Regions from separate parts of the Mus musculus genome. Here region 2 is linked to region 1. The links are chromatin contacts, called in public promoter capture Hi-C maps. All regions are on one chromosome and are shown on one strand. The core of a region is the stretch at or near the end of the contact, and the rest is flanking DNA. Distances in the headings are between cores, read along the strand shown. Region 1 holds the start of Chkb (choline kinase beta). Region 2 holds the start of Dennd6b (DENN/MADD domain containing 6B).

Region 1 (4,510 bases), core at 190-2,689:
TGCAATGGCTCCCGACAACACTGGGTCCCGGAGCTCTTGAGTTTTCAACGGCCGGCTCTGTACCCAGTAACCTATCAGGGTGGTGAGGGGGCTGGGGCGGGAGGGGGAAGGGATACGGGATGGGAGGAGATCAAGGTCTTAGGGAAATTTCCCTACCTGGGATGTGAAGGCAGACTTTGGGAAGGGTAAAGACTTGGGGTAAAAACAACAAAAACTGGGCTCTTACTGGGAGGTACTGTTCCAAGCGGCCCTCTGGAAACACTCCGTAAAGCTGGGGCCCTAGAGACCGCTCTGCGAGAATGGCGAACATCACGCTTTCTAATACCAAGGAGTCTACACCCTGATAAAAGATGTATGGCAAAGGGGCTCATGTCAGAAAAAGCCAGAGGTACGTGGGTACTGGCCCAAATCGGCTTCATCTACAATAGCTTGGACTTCTGCTCTTACTGACTGAGAATTCTTGAGCTTCAGCATATTCAGCTACACAAATAAGACACCACTTTCTGCACCACTTGCTCCAGATGTCCGAACTCCCAAGTTACGATCCTTCTTTTCCCTCACCTGCAGGATGGCCCCGTAGAGTCGTAGCAGCACCTCCCGGGGCTCCCCGCCCACACTGGGTACGTGGTTCGGTAGTGAGCATCGGAAGAGCAGGTTGCTGAGGCCTCCGCTGCAGATCCACACAGGTCAGGCTCAGCAAGGGTCGTCCCCCCGATTGGTGGGACCCACTCTAGACACCCTTCCCGAGAGGACCTCCCAAGTCCCGAAGGGGGACCCCGCCCCCCAGCACAGCAGGCTGCAGACCTGCCCCCACCCCCCACCCCCCCGCGTAGCACTGACGGCGACCGAACTGGGAGTGTCCCCAGGGTCCCCAGGGCTGACCCCTGACCTCACGGGACAAACGCTCAGCTCCTCCGGCCGCGCTCGGCGCCAGGCCCCGCCCAGGTACTCCCGGCACCACTGATAGGCTCGGCGCTGCGCGTCACGGGACAGCGAGGAAGCGCGCCGCCGATTGGGGATTGGCTCTGGGCACTTAGCATCCTGCAAACCGTCCTTGGGCAGGCCGCCGCCGACAGCCCCTCCTCCGACTACCCCTGTCCCGTCTGCCGCCATGACGTGGGCTCCGTTAGGTTTAACGCCTGCCGGTGCTCAGCGAGCCTCAGGTGAGGTTGGCTCCTTCCGGGTAGGCTCGGTTCCGCTTCCCGGAAGCCGCAGAGTCTCTGGGCGTCCTCGGCTCTTCGCGACTGCCTTCGGCTTTCTTGGTGGCTCCAGTCCTGGGACCGTTTCCAAGCCAGATGCGATTCTCAGGGCTGCGGCGCTCAAAGGCAAAGAGGGACGGCAGCTTTCCCTGAGTGGGGCGCGCTCGGGCCACGCCCGATCCGCCTATCAGTCTCTGCAAAAACAAGTTACTGCGTGGACTGTGTCCGGAACCAAGGAAGTGACGTAGGCCAATCCCGAGCGCCGTGGGCGGTTGGACAGTAGCTCCGCAAAGCTTACGAGCCAGGCTCTGGCCAATGAATGGACGATGGTAGTTTGCGGCTCCTTTATAACAGCTGCTGTGTGAGACACTCTACTAGGGAGTAGATTAGCCGAGCCTGTGGTGACAGTTGGGGTAAGTGAATGGAAGAATGAAAACGTAGGTTCTAACGATTCCCCTTTCCACAAGGCAGCAGGTGTATATGTGATGCTGGAAGGCGTAATAAGAATCAGTCCGGCGTGTCCAGCGCTGCATAGACCGCATGAGCGCCATTAATGTGACCCAACACAATAACTTAAAGTATTTTTCTTTCTCGAGAGAGTGTGTCTCTCTCCTGTTAAATATCGGGAAGAGGGAGACGTTAATGGTCAGCTTAGAAAGGAAGCTTACACAATCCATAATTCATCTGAAGGATGAGGTTTATTAGAATGAAAGGGCCTCAAAGCTACGAGTTTCGGTGTAGGGGAGGGAGAATTGAACATGAGACCTTAGAGTTAAGAAAAGACTTTCCTTTAAAGTCTAGGGATGGGGCTGAAGAGGTGGCTAAGCGGTTAAGAGCACTGATCCCTCTTCCAGAGGTCCTGAGTTCAATTCCCGCCAACCATGTGGTGGCTCACAACAGTCTGTATGTAATGGGATCCGATGCCCTCTTCTGGTGTGTCTGAAAATAGCCACAGTGTACTCATACACATAAAAAATAAATAATTCTTTTTTAGAAAGCCTAGGGAGTGGGGGCTGGCGAGATGGCTCAGTGGTTAAGAGCACTGACTGTTCTTCCGAAGGTCCTGAGTTCAAATCCCAGCAACCACATGATGGCTCACAACCACCCGTAATGAGATCTGACGCCCTCTTCTGGTGCGTCTGAAGACAGCTACAGTGTACTTACATATAATAAATAAATCTTAAAAAAAAAAAAAGGGAAGAGAGTTCATTGTGCGGGTGCGGGGTGTGTGTGTGTGTGTGTGTGTGTGTGTGTGTGTATAAGAACGCGGGGGAAGCATTCAGGAAACTGAAATCGGTGGTTAATTACCTGTGAATCTGAGGACAGTCTAGTCTATATACTGGGTTCCAGGCCAGCCAGGCTACATAGTGAGAGAAGAAAGGTGGTAAGAGAATTAATGGGGTGGCAGCAGAGGAGCCAATCAGAGAGCAGCCTTAAGAGCAATCTGTGAAGCAGACAGCTGAGGTGTTTCCAGACCGATCTCCTAAAAAAAAAAGAGAGAGAGAAAATTGACTTCAAAACAAAATTTTTTAGAATTGTCAAAACCATGAGCAGTTTTCCTACATGGCCCACTGAGAGCTGGAGAGAGGCATCCCCTGCTCCAGGCTGTGGGAGCTGGCTTAAAGATGTAGGCTATCTCCCCTTTAATCCCAGCACTGGAGAAGCAGAGGAGTACAGGGTCAGGACACAGACAGATAAACGTGCAGGTGGGTATTTTAACTTCCTTAATACTTTGGACCGTGAACTTTGTGGAGAATGAACTTTGTAGGTGGTAACATTGTTTTATGTTGCAATGTTAAAACTCTGGACCAGCCTGGAAATGTTAGGTGGTGTTTTTATTTTTTATTTTGGCTAGCTTTTGAGCCTGGGAAAGAGTTCTAAGCTCTGTTTTCTGGGCCGAGGTTCTAGGTGAAAGTGGCCTTGATTCTGCTATCTGACTGACCAGACCATATCTTTCCAGCCTTTTTTTTTTTTTTTTAACATAACTACTCCTATCAGGAAGTCAGGCCTGGGTTGGCATAGCTTGTCCTTTGTGACTTACTAGAGGTCAGCTTCTTAGCCTGTGGGACATGCATGACCCCGTGAGGTTGGCTGAATGTAGGGATTGGTGAAAGATTTGGCGACAGTAAAGGTTTCTGAACAAATAATAACCAGAAATTAATGTAAAATAAATCAAGACAAAGGAATTCAAGATGTTTCTGACCACTAGATAACTGAATTGTAGCCTTGGTTTTGAGCACACAGCATGCGTACTTCATGTGGCCACACCAACTTGGCTAGTATTTGAGACTGTGGTGTACTGTTGAAACAGTTGGTGACCCGGTGACGTAGGTCTCCTGTCTCTGGCCAGGTTCTTGGCCATCCTTCCTCCAGGAATGGACTGGGAAGACAGCAAAGGAAAGCATGAGCAACTTTATCTGCCTCGTGGACATAAAGAGTTCCAAGGGTCTCGATGAATGGCTCCAAACATATTTCTGCTATTTTGTACTTCATATTTAAAGCCAAACTCTCAGCACTGAAAATCATAAAGTAAGAATATCAAATTTGAAAAACTGTTACTGTTCTGTACCCCAGGGTATCCAACATTCAGCCAGAATTTAATGTTTTGGGGTTTTTGTTCGGTTTTTGGTTTTTGGAGACAGGGTTTCTCTGTGTCGCCATGGCTATCCTGGAAGTCATTGTACAGAGTGGTCAGGGTGGTCTTGAACTCAGAGGTCTGAGATGCCTCTATTTCCTGAGTTCTATGGTTAAGAGGTATGAGCCACCAATGTCTGGCCAGAATTTAATGTTTTATTTAAACATAAGCATGTGCCTCATTCGGAAGCAGTTTTTCCCACCTTAACAAATGGTAAACACACACACACACATATTAGGCCTAAGAATATATATATATATATTTTCATATTCCTAAGAATTGTTTTTAAGTATTTTATGAGTTATCACCAAATGTTTATTTGTATGTTTATTTGTATTACATATACACCTGGGGCTCAGTATAAATTTCTCAGGTTAACAAACTGAGCAGTGGGAAAAGTTGACAAATCTCTGTGTCAGGAGTAGGCACTCCTACTGTTGGCTTCTCTCTTACAGTGTACTTTTAATCAGTTTGTCTTAAAGGATAGAAAAACAAAAACAAAAACAAGAGAATCTTCAAGAAATGTGCAAAACAGAGACTTTTGTGCAAACCTGCAAGAGAGGGCAAATAGTCTTATAGCCTGCTAGTTCTTGCTTCAGTTTTTCCATCAAGTAAATAATTATAGGATAGAAAGTTTGAAGTCTATCACACACAAAGTTTATTGCAGCAAAAATAG
Region 2 (4,506 bases), core at 789-3,288, 230 kb before region 1:
TGGGACTAAAGGTGTGCGCCACCACACCAGGTTTTCTTTTTCTTTTTTCCCTTTGGTTAAAGGAAAAGTCTCTCAACTTCTGTTGTAACTCTACAGGAAAGGATCTACAGTGCAGAAAGTGGGGCTTTTTAACCAAGGCTTTGTTTGGTTTTTTTTTTTTGTTTTTTCAAGACAGGGTTTCTCTGTATAGCCCTGGCTGTCCTGGAACTCACTCTGTAGACCAGGCTGGCCTGGAACTCAGAAATCCACCTGCCTCTGCCTCCCAAGTCCTGGGATTAAAGGCGTGGGCCACCACCACCGGCTCATAGTCATTACCTTAACTGGACCTGTCAAAAGCTTCATTGAGCCTGTAACACTTTCTTCCTCCTCCTATCTTCCTGGTGGTTTTGTGGGTTTTGCTTTTTGTTGTTTTTGTTTCCTTTTTTAAAATTATTTATTTATTATATGTAAGTACACTGCAGCTGTCTTCAGACACACCAGAAGAGGGAGTCAGATCTTACGGATGGTTGTGAGCCACCATGTGGTTGCTGGGACTTGAACTCAGGACCTTCAGAAGAGCAGTCGGGTGCTCTTACCCGTTGAGCCATCTCACCAGCCCCCTCCCTTTTTTTTAAAAGACAAAGTCTCACTATGTAGCCTTGGCTTGCCTGCTCCAGGTTGGCCTTGAGCATAGAGATCAGCCTGCTTTTGCCTCCAGAGTACTAGATTAAAGAAAGACATGTGCCACAATGTGTTCTCTCTCTCCCCTCTCTTTCATTCTTTCCTTTCTCTTTCTTTCAACAAGGTCTGATTCTATAGCTCAGGCTCCTTTGGGACTCTATCAATCCAGACTAGCTTCAAACTAATCATCTTGCTTCACCAACCTCCCATCCCCCACCCAGTCCCCGAAATGCTGGGTTTGCGCGCACTACTATGCCTGGCTGATATTTTCATCTTATCTAGTAGAAGAGAAGCTGCCTTTCTTTGTAGGTGGGTAAGGGGGATGGAGGCCTTCAGACCACAGAAAGACCACATCAAAAGCCTAAGACCCTGCCCAGCTGCTCACAGCTGGTGACCAGATGCCAAAGGTTGAGAAGAGCTCAAGACACAGGAACCAAGCAGGGCCTCACAGGGTCTGGATCTGATTCTAATTGAAAGACAAGAGGAATGCCAGAAGCGAACTACCAGTGACACTGAAGACTGCAGCAGACCCAGTGTGAGACCTGGGGGCGGTGGCGGGGGCAAGGTGGGGGGAACCCTAGGACTCTGGCTTGAGCAACCAAGGGGCTGGAGATATGTTTGCCTCTTTGGAGAAAGGTCCATGTTAGATGCTGCGTAGGATACATTGATGGACAGGCAGTCAGGCTTTACAGATCTTTCCTTCCTTGGCCTGGGAAGGGTTTCTAGAGCTCTGAGGAAGAGGCTCCTCTTGGAGAGGTGACAGGCAATAGGAAAGAGGAGGTCTCTAAGCTAGTCACTAGCCGAAGGAAGTGGGGGAAAGGTCAGCCTGAGGGTGCAAAATATTCCGAGAGGCTCCTAAGAAGACCCTAGACCAAGCAGGAAGGCTACAGGCGAAAAGTCCTGCTTCCTGGAGGGTGGGCGCCCCGGGTAGAGAAACCGCGCGGCGGCTTAGAGGAATGGGAGGAAAGAAGCAGGGGTGCAGGCGAGAGAAGGGAGGAGCGTGAGGGGGAGGGGCATCGGGAGAGGAGGGACGTCCGGAGAGGAGGGGCCTCTGGAGAGGTTCAGGCCGCCGAAGGAGAGGTACTAAGACAGTTCTGGAGGGTCAGCCAGCCCATCAGCTCACCTCTAGCGCCTGGCCCAGCTCCAGATCGAAGGTGACCACGCACACACACTCCAGCCAGGCAGAGAAGCGCGCCCAGGGCATCTCCGCGGTCCGCGCCGCGCGGCCGGAGGACGAGGATCTTGTCGCGCCTAGTCCTCCGCCAGCTTGCCGGGGCCCGGGACCCACCGGCACCTCCATGGTAGCAGCTCCAGCGGTACCCGGGCACGTTGCGGAGAAACGCAGGGGTTCACCTGGGCCGCCTCGGAGCAGTCGAGCTGCCGCCGTAGGCCAGAAGGGCCCCGGAGCAGCCGCGCGCCCCCTGGCGCTAGAGGAGCGTCCGCCCTAGAGTGTCGCCTAACGTACCAGCGAGAAAGGCCCCAGCCGGTTAGAAGGGTCTAGAGATGGAGGCGCTTCCCGATAATGGAGATTGCGTGACCCGGGTCGGCCAGTAGGTGGCTAGTGTGGCCCTGCATCTGGCAGAAGAGAAAGGGCGGTTCCTGATGTCATCTCTGCCTGGCGTATGGATTGAGGGACTCTGGGCGTATAGTGGTGTCTACCAGGGGTGTCTGGGCAACATAGAATTATGTTGGGCACCACCCCCCCCCCAGGGGTATCCAACCCGGCCGAGGGTTGTGAGCCTAATGTTTATTTGTGTGTCATCGCTTGTCGCGGACAGCTTTTGTGCTGGACAATCGCCCAAGGTAGTTAAAGACAAACCTCAAAATGCTTTAAAAGTGTGAAAACCACGGGTGGTTTGTGGTGGTGCACGCCTTTAGTTCCAGCACTCTGGAGGCAAAGGCAGGCGAATCTCTGAAGTCTAAGCAAGCCTGGTCTACAGAGCAAGTGTCCAAGACAGTTCGGGCGACACACAGAAACCCTGTCACGGGAAAATGAAGACAAACAAAACAAACAAAGCGTGAAAAATAATGTTTGGGGCTAAGAGATGGCTCAGCGAGTAAAAACACGGGCTGCACTTCCGTGCAGAATGGGGGCTCTGTTTCCAGCACCCACAAATGTAACTGTACTTCCAGGAGATTAGACGCCCTCTTCCAACCTCCGAGAGCGCCAGGCACGCGTGTCTGTACTACATTGGGCACCTTCACCCATCCGCCTTTAATGAAGGCCATTCTGCCTGAGTTGGCGGGTCCACCCAGACCTAGTCCCACTCCAGGCTAGTGTGCCTACTTTGGCTAGCAAAGAGGGGCAGCCTGGTCAACGAATGCTGCTGCCTTTGGGATTAAGGTAGTTGCAGAGCCTAGTTCTAAGGATAAGGATTATAGAAGAGTGAATTTAGAATGAAGAGGTAATGAGGCAGGCTAGAAAGACAGGAACATTTGGGGGAACCTAAGAAGGGGGAAGGAGAGCCTTCGCCTACCTGCCCCAAGCATAAATAACAATTAAGGCCCTTCTCCCTTCCCTGCTATAAACTTGCAATTTTCCATTAGAATCCCTGGCTTACAGGGAAAAGGGGCATACACCAGATCTCTTGGGCAACCCTAGTAGTTTTGTTTTTACTTTATTAAAGATTGCCATCTAAGGCATTCCAAAGAGCTACCTCACCCATCCTTCTCAGCAAAACGGGGAGGAGGTGTTAGTAATCTTTTGAGATACAACCTGAGAGCCGTCAAGATGGGAGAGATGACCAATGCTAAACAATGGTAACTCTCTCATGGATCTGCCTTATTGGGTCCTTGAGAAGCCTACACCTATGCTCTTGGATGTGTCTTACTTTCTTCTGAGTGCCCCCAACAAACACCCTGTATGAGACAGGGTCTCTCTATGTGGTCCTGGCTGGTGAGGAACTTGATATGTAGACCAGGCTCACTTTGAACTCCTGAAACTCTGCCTGTCTCTGCTGAGACTAGAGGTAGCCTTCATCAGCCATACAAAGTGTGCTTGCTTCTTGCGAGCTCGCTCTCTCTCTCTCTGTTTTTGTGAGGCAGGGTTTCTCTGTGTAGCCCTGGCTGTTTTGGAATTCACTCTGTAGACCAGGACACATTGACTCTCTTAACCATAGTGTTTAAACCTGTATTAAAATGTTTTCATTAAGCCCCAACTTTCATTCTGTCAGAAGGCAGATCACAGTGCTGACAGAAGTAATGAGGGTGAGAAGTACTTAGCCCGAGTATGTCATTGTTCTTAGAGCCATCTCTTTCTTATTGTCCTGGAAGTGCTGTGATAATACTAAACTATAAACAAAGATATTTCCATTAAAAAAACAAACAAACAAACCAAACTCTGCTTTATAAGATGGACAGTCTTTTCTATGTCAAAGCCACAATTCTGAGTCTGGTTTGCGGATCCCTAAAGGTCTAGAACTCGGGCTATTGAGGATGGTAGAGCAGTCATCCTATCCAGCATACTATGTGATTTTGGTGTTTTCATTTTTTTTTTAAAGATTTATTTATTTATGGGGCTGGAGAGATGGCTCAGTGGTTAAGAGCACCGACTGCTCTTCTGAAGGTCCCGAGTTCAAATCCCAGCAACCATATGGTGGCTCAGAACCACCTGTAATGAGATCTGAAGTCCTCTTCTGGTGCATCTGAAGACAGCTAGTTTACTTAAGATATAATAATACATAAACATTTTTTAAAGATTTATTTATTATATGTAAGTACACTGTAGCTGTCTTCAGACACTCCAGAACATCTCACTAGAGATGGTTGTGAGCTGGGATTGTGGGATGTGGTTGCTGGGATTTGAACTCGGGACCTTCGGAAGAGCAGTCAGGTGCTCTTACCCAC

Evidence for each region. Capture Hi-C pulls out chosen DNA fragments and counts their contacts.
Region 2: a promoter capture Hi-C map of liver shows a contact between it and region 1. The contact joins the promoter of Dennd6b here to the promoter of Chkb in region 1. A contact is called at or near these places in 14 of 39 promoter capture datasets (the 3T3-L1 cell line, the C10 cell line, the HPC-7 cell line and 8 more), 6 of 484 Hi-C or Micro-C datasets (CD4 T cells, CD8 T cells, embryonic stem cells and 3 more), 3 of 115 datasets of contacts at active chromatin or transcription factors (the SCID.adh cell line, double positive thymocytes and regulatory T cells) and 3 of 9 other capture datasets (adipose tissue, liver and pancreatic islet).

Annotation. Positions count from the first base shown.
Region 1 is chr15:89,428,488-89,432,997 of GRCm38.p6, forward strand. It overlaps Chkb (choline kinase beta), which reads right to left and starts at 1,440. Exons shown (of 11, transcript NM_007692.6): 1 at 890-1,440; 2 at 562-670; 3 at 227-340; 4 at 1-57. The coding sequence starts at 1,113. Gm44502 (predicted readthrough transcript (NMD candidate), 44502) reads right to left here and starts at 1,440. Exons shown (of 27, transcript NR_004843.2): 1 at 890-1,440; 2 at 562-670; 3 at 1-340. It overlaps C730034F03Rik (a long non-coding RNA gene), which reads left to right and starts at 1,528. Exons shown (of 4, transcript XR_875570.1): 1 at 1,528-1,612.
Region 2 is chr15:89,194,436-89,198,941 of GRCm38.p6, forward strand. It overlaps Dennd6b (DENN/MADD domain containing 6B), which reads right to left and starts at 2,039. Exons shown (of 20, transcript NM_027081.3): 1 at 1,784-2,039. The coding sequence starts at 1,960.